Regions from separate parts of the Eptesicus fuscus genome. Here region 1 is linked to region 2. Evidence: chromatin contacts called from public Hi-C data. All regions are on one chromosome and are shown on one strand. Each heading gives the region's core, a stretch centred on a gene start, on an enhancer-like site or on the middle of the called end of the contact. The rest is flanking DNA. Distances are from core to core; before and after follow the strand shown.

Region 1 (3,361 bases), core at 460-2,959, 210 kb after region 2:
ACACACACACACACACACACGCACACACACACACACACACACACTAGAGGCCTGGTGCACAAAATTCATGCATGGGGGGTATCCCTCAGCCCAGCCTGCACCCTCTCCAATCTGGGAATCTGGGACCACTGGCTCCTAACTGCTCGCCTGCCTGCCTGCCTGCCTGATCGCCCCTTACTGCCTCTGCCTGCCGACCTGATCACCCTTACCTTGCCCCCCTGCTGGCCTGATCAACCCTAACCACCTCTGCCTTAGCTCCCAGCCTAAGTCGCAGTCTGGCTTCCCTCTGTGGGAGGCGACCTAGCGGATCAGGGGAAGGTGCCACCCCCATTACCCGGCTGCTGCTGCCACTGCCAGCCTGAGCCTGGGCCCTTCGCAGCCGCTGTGGCTTTGTCCGGAAGGTCATCTGCTCTAATTAGCATATTACCCTTTTATTAGTATAGATTTTTTAAATTGATTTCAGAGAGCAAAGGAGAGGGAGACAGAAACATCAATGATGAGAGAATCATCCATCGGATGCCTCCTGTACACCCCCTACTGGGATGGAGCATGCGCCCTTGACCGTTGACGGGAATCAAACCTGGGACTCTTCAGTCAGCAGGCCGAGGCTCTATCCACTGAGCCAAACCGGCTAGGGCTATTCCTCCCTTTTTAATGGATAACTTGGACTGCGATTTCAAATACAGTCCCCTTTCATTTAATTTCACCCTCGATTTTTAATATTATCAGAGCACACTGGTAGAAAAAAGTTTGACAGTAAGTACAAAGTCAAGTTCCCCTTCACCCCTACACTACCAGCGTCTAGAGAACATTCTGTACACACAGGGGGCACCTGCCCGTAATTCGCTGATTCTATGACCTTGGGGGAGTCACTTTAACCCCTATGAGTCTCGGGGGTCCCTCCATAAAATGCTGCCCATCTCTCCAGGTTGTAGAGTCTAGAGAGACATGCGTGTGTAGGCACTCTGTGGGGTCTTAAGCGCTACACAAATTTAAAAGACCTTTGTGGGGTTCTTTATGCCTGTCCTGGGGCAGACCTGTCAGTTCACCACGCAGCTGTAAAGGACGCCCCCGATCACCTCTCACCCGCACCCCATCTTGCCCCCGCCGCTCCAGCACCACAAGTTCTACGGCTCCTCCTGCGGTGGCCGCGCCTCCAGGCCTGTCCTCCACAGGGACCGTGACCGAGCACCGCGACAGAGCGCCCATGAGCGCCAGGCCCAGGCCCCGGGAGACCCGGGAAGCTCGCGGCGTTCTCGGCCATCGGGAGGAGCGAGCCTTCTTCGCAGCGCTCCTCCCTGCAGTTTGTAAACCCGTGTTTCCTCTAGGGCCGCCCCCTAGGGTCTCAAATGGAAACCCGAGTCGCCCCGGTCTCAGTCCAGCCCGTAGCTCCCCGTGTTCCTGGCAAGCGAAACTCGCCACCCGACCTCTAGTCTAAACCACCCTCCAGCCTTAGCCACGCCCCCCAGCCAAATGCCCCGCCCTCGCGCCTCAGCCTCAGATTTGATTTCTGCGCGCGCCAAGTCTTGGTGTAGCTATGATTGGTTGGAGGTGAGCCAATCTCCAGTATGATTGGCTGGTAATAGCGAGAGGGTGGGGCTAATGCCACGGCGGGAATTATGGGGGGGGATTTAAGACTGATGATTGGTTCTGGAGGACCGACTGAAAAGCGGAAGCAGGTGTTGGGGCGGGACTTCGTGGGAGAGGCCGGAAAGAACGTGATGGAATTAGTTAGGTGTCCAGAGCATGGTGAGGGGCCAGGGTCCTAGGGCCCCCCCGGGGTCGGTCCATCTATCATGGCGTAATTGTTGTCGACCTTCTCTCCTCAGGGACTTCCTGCTTTCTGAAGACCGGCGTTCGCGATGGCCCGAATAAAGGGAAGAGCTTCTACGTGTGCCGGGCGGACGCTTGCAACTTTGTGCAGGCCACCGAGTAGGTCCCGACTCCCCGTGACCTCGCGGGGCCTCCCGGGGGGAGCCGCCGGCTCTCGGCGCCCGGCGTCAGAGGGTGCAGGAGCGCTGGGGCCCCTGGTCTGCGGAGCCAGGGCCCTTGAAGTAGTTGGTAATCCCAGCACCGCAGGGCGTGTTGGGGAGACGCTCCGCTCCTGCTTGCTGTGTGACCCGAGCCTGGTTGCTTACCCTCTCTGGGTCACCAAGAGCTGTGTAAGGGGGGATAGGCTACCTCTAATCCTTCTGGTCCTTTCCAGCTCTGGGTTTCTATTTATTTGTTCGGCCTAGGCAACTTGGACATTCCCCTCCTCCGCCCCATTTAACTGAGGACCTACAGGCAGAGTAGGAAGGAGTTGGGCCTTGTTTTGAATTAGTTTCAGGCTGAACTGGTTTTTAAGTGTTTGAGGTTTAAAACACCCCGTTGGCCCCATCTACAAACAGGATCCTCTGCATTTAAGTGGTGATAATGATAATCCAAAGAAACGAGTTACTTCAGGGGTTAATGCTGAAAGGAAATCAGATACCTGATTTCAGCACTGGAGTTTTACAAAATGGAAAGCTGAGACCCAGCAATATTAAGTGTCTTTTTTTAAAGTGAGAAAAATTAATACTATTCTCAGAGTGTTCATGTTTTGTAGTGCCAGCTGTCCACAGTCTCTAGAGGACTTGAAAGCGATCACATCATTAAACATGTTTTCCTTCTCTCTACTGGACTTGAGAAAGAAAAATAACTTTTCTCTATACCATGTAAAGCACATAATGGATATCAACTAGAAAATAAAGTATTTTTCCAACATGTGATGTTAACTTTTCCGAGAAAATATTCTTTTACTGGTAGCCCTCTACTAAGGTTTTTAATTGAAAGAAATTACTGGGATCCACTTTCATTAAATACAAAATGATTTTGAGTAAAACTGTCAAATCTTGAGATAGAAGGCACCAACCAAAAATAAGCTATCAGTAGCATATTATGTTAGGGTTTGCTATTTATTTCTCGTTTCTATACTGAGCTTCTTAGTTTCATGAAACATGAAAGCATGTTCATATTAGTAGTAATTAAGCATTAATGGTAGCATAAGACTTGGTTTTACATTAAAAGGAAGATACCCTTATATAGAGTGCCATTTATACAAATGTACTGCTATACAAACTATAATAATAAAAGTGTAATATGCTAATTAGACTAGACGTCCTTTCGGACAACCTTCCAGATGAAGCCGGGGCTGTGAGGGAAGCCTAGGGCCTGGGTGCCGGCTGGCGGCTGGAGGGAAGCCTGGGTCCCGGGTGCCAGAGGGAAGCCAGTGCCAGCAGCTGGGGGAAGGAAGGCCTACTCTTGCACACATTTCATGCATCAGACCTCTAGTACAATAATATTTGACTTGAATACAGTAAAGGATAAACTTGATCTGTTT
Region 2 (3,022 bases), core at 430-2,929:
TTGTATAAAGGTCCCTCTTCTTCCCTACATTCTTATATTTTATGAGTTTGACAATTTAATGTTGAAAATGGTATTTTATGGTGATTTTAGATGTCTTCTCATATGTTTATTGATATTTCTTCTATAAAGTATTTCTCCTATAAATTGCTCATTTATATACTTTACCCATTTCAAAAAATGGAGTTTTCTTTTTCTTATTGATAGGAATAATATATTTCTTGGATATTAATAATTTTTCAAATGTATTTAAACTATTTCCTGCCATGTCTTTTCATTTTTGTTCATCTCTTTGCCTATATATAAATGTTATCTTTTTATGTAGTCAATTATGTCCATCTTTTCCTTATTACCCTTGGATCATATAGTATACATAGGCAGGCCTTTCCTACTCAAAAAAGTGAAAAATGTTTTTATATTTTTTAATATTATTATAGGTTTTAATGGCTAAATATTTAACCCAGTTACAGCACATTTTTGTGGATGATGTGAGTTAGGGATTTGTCACACAATCATGAGCCCAACATTCTATTCAGGCTTCCTATGACCCAGTGGCTGAGATCCATTGCTTGGCTTAATTTCATTTCCTGGGCCACGTTTTGGAGATAATATCTGTATCTGTACGTAAAGTTGAAACAGAAAACAAGCCCAGTGTTTAAGATTGTTACTCCCTCTCTCTTACAGAAGCATAACACTGGAAACTGATTTTGGGGCGCTGCCTTTGGGTGTCCCCTTTTCTGGGACTAGACCTCTCTGTGCACCCATCACTGTACCCAACACTCTGCTACTCTGCCTGCATCACCAGTTTCCTTTTCCTTTCTCCTTCCAAGTCCGCCCTCCCTTCTCCTTCTCTCCTCATCGGTTCCTTTCTCTCACCATCAATAGTGTTACCCACCTTAAATGTTTTTTTAATGATTTGTCCTGGTTGCTTAATAGTATTTCATAGTCTCTATGCATTTTTGTTTGTTTTGGAACACATTTTTATTTGCCTAACTGTGAATTTTTAATAGAGTTACACAAATGTATGCTGAACATAAGATTTGGATATTTCAAACATTTAGAGCTGAGACTCAATTTATATTTGTTTCCTTTTATCATAATACAGTTTTAGAACCTCAAGAACACCTTTTGAAAAAAGAAATCCACTTTTATAATTATCTCATACGTCTTCATTTCCTAGTATTAATAACCATAGGATAAATAGTTATATGCTGCTATTCACTTTTGAACATCTACCTACATTTCCATGTGGTCTTGTCAGAGACATTTTAGCAGCATGATTAGGAGGTGGGCTACCTGGTAGAATTGGGGTCCCTGTTAACTAAGGGATGATGCTGAGTGATTCACTTAGCCTCTCAGTTTCTGTCTCTTCAATGGGGGATAAAACTCCCCAAGGTGCTGGTGAGAATTAAAAAGTGAGAAGAAAACACACACTCCTCAGTATGCCTTCTTCGGCAAAGGAGCACATCCGCAGCGTTGGTTTGCTCTGTGTGTGAGTGTGTGTGTGTGTGTGTGTGTGTGTGTGTGTGTGTGTGTGTGTGTGTACACGCACTCTCTCTGCTACTGTAAAAGAAGCAAAAAAGAGAGGCACGTGGTTAAGCTCACAGGGGTGGGTTCTTCCAGTCTTACTTTACTTCCTTGTGCTAAAGCTCAGAATCACAATAAGGAAACTAACCCCCAAGATGAACTTCGCATGTAAGATCTTAGCCAGCTTCCTCCTGATTTTCATCCCTTCTACCAAAGGTAAGTTGGTGTGCGGGTCTCCACTGCCACCGTTCCAAGCTTCTTTGGAGGCTCTGAAGTGAGTGCAGAGTCCGAGAGGTCACAGCCAGCTGTGCCTGGCAGTGAGTCTCAAGGCCTCAGAGACTGTCTTGCTTTTTATAGGTGTAGCTCCTCCAGCTAGCGAGGTCCTGGGTATCCTGCACCATGACATCGTGATCATTCCTGATCCTCCAAAGAAGGACAATATACTACATGACATAGCATGGAAAAAAGACGGAAGGAGGATTATACGATGTATAAATGGCATGATTACTAACGAGAATAAGGAAAAATACCAAGTATTTGAAAATGGAACTCTGAAAATTAAACATCTGCAAAGAAATGATAGTGACAGCTACGAGGTAAACCTATATAATTCGGATGGACACAACATATTGACGCAAACATTTGCTCTGAAGATTCTAGGTAAGTCTTTGTTCCCTAAATTCCTCCGTCTCAATATGGGTGCTATTTAGCAAGTTGGGGAATAGCATTTATCAAATATCTCCCAGCCCTGCCTCAGCCTTGGAGGAGCCCAAGGGAAAACTGAGGCATCCCTCCTGCCTCAGGGGAGGCTCCGAGCTGTGGGAGATGGAATCCACATGTGGAAATACACAGCTGATTCACAGTCTGCCTGCCTGGAACTGTCTGTCTCTCCAGTGGTTATATGGGAACGTGGGGCTGAGCAAAGAACCCGGATTAAGGTGGCATTAATCAGGAGGAGGGAGCAGGCAGTGGCGAAAGAATAGGCAGGCATTCCAGGTGGATGATGAAGGGCAAGCTAGGTGGGAGCAGGGAAGGTGAGGCTCACTGGAGAGCAGTGGGTCTTCCAACAAAGACAATTTCCAGCCAGGATGCCCTGAAGGAGTAGCTGTATGGCAGGAAAGGCCTGGGAAGGATGCATTTAAGGATGAAGAGCCCTGATTTCTGACCCACTCCGCATCAGAGTGGTCCAAATGGGTTCTGCCGGCCTCTGTAGAAAACGCGCAGGTGTGGCTCCGTGTGTCTGTGAATGGCCGGGAGGGCAGAGTGCATACTGAAGATGGTAGCAAGAAGACTGGCCAGGAGGCTGCTGCTGTATCCCAGTGAAGGGAAGAGGGGCTGGGTTGTGATTCTTAACCCTGCCTGCACGTTAGAATCAACCGAGAGGCTATTAAAAGTTGCCAGTGCCCTGGTTCCATCCTGACAATTAAGTCAGAATATTTTAGCGTGGGACCTGGGCATCAGCAGGGTCTAAAGGTTGTCAGGTGACTGTGATCAGCAG

What was found. Hi-C and Micro-C count contacts between places; a contact is called where the count stands out from the background.
Region 1: a Hi-C map of muscle shows a contact between it and region 2, with 4 times the contacts expected there. The contact joins the promoter of TTF2 here to the promoter of CD2 in region 2. A contact is called at or near these places in 2 of 2 Hi-C or Micro-C datasets (liver and muscle).

The regions. Positions count from the first base shown.
Region 1 is chr22:10,355,814-10,359,174 of DD_ASM_mEF_20220401, forward strand. TTF2 (transcription termination factor 2) reads left to right here and starts at 1,710. Exons shown (of 23, transcript XM_008147222.3): 1 at 1,710-1,749; 2 at 1,830-1,932. The coding sequence starts at 1,722.
Region 2 is chr22:10,145,322-10,148,343 of DD_ASM_mEF_20220401, forward strand. It overlaps CD2 (CD2 molecule), which reads left to right and starts at 1,680. Exons shown (of 5, transcript XM_054712246.1): 1 at 1,680-1,740; 2 at 1,819-2,184. The coding sequence starts at 1,680.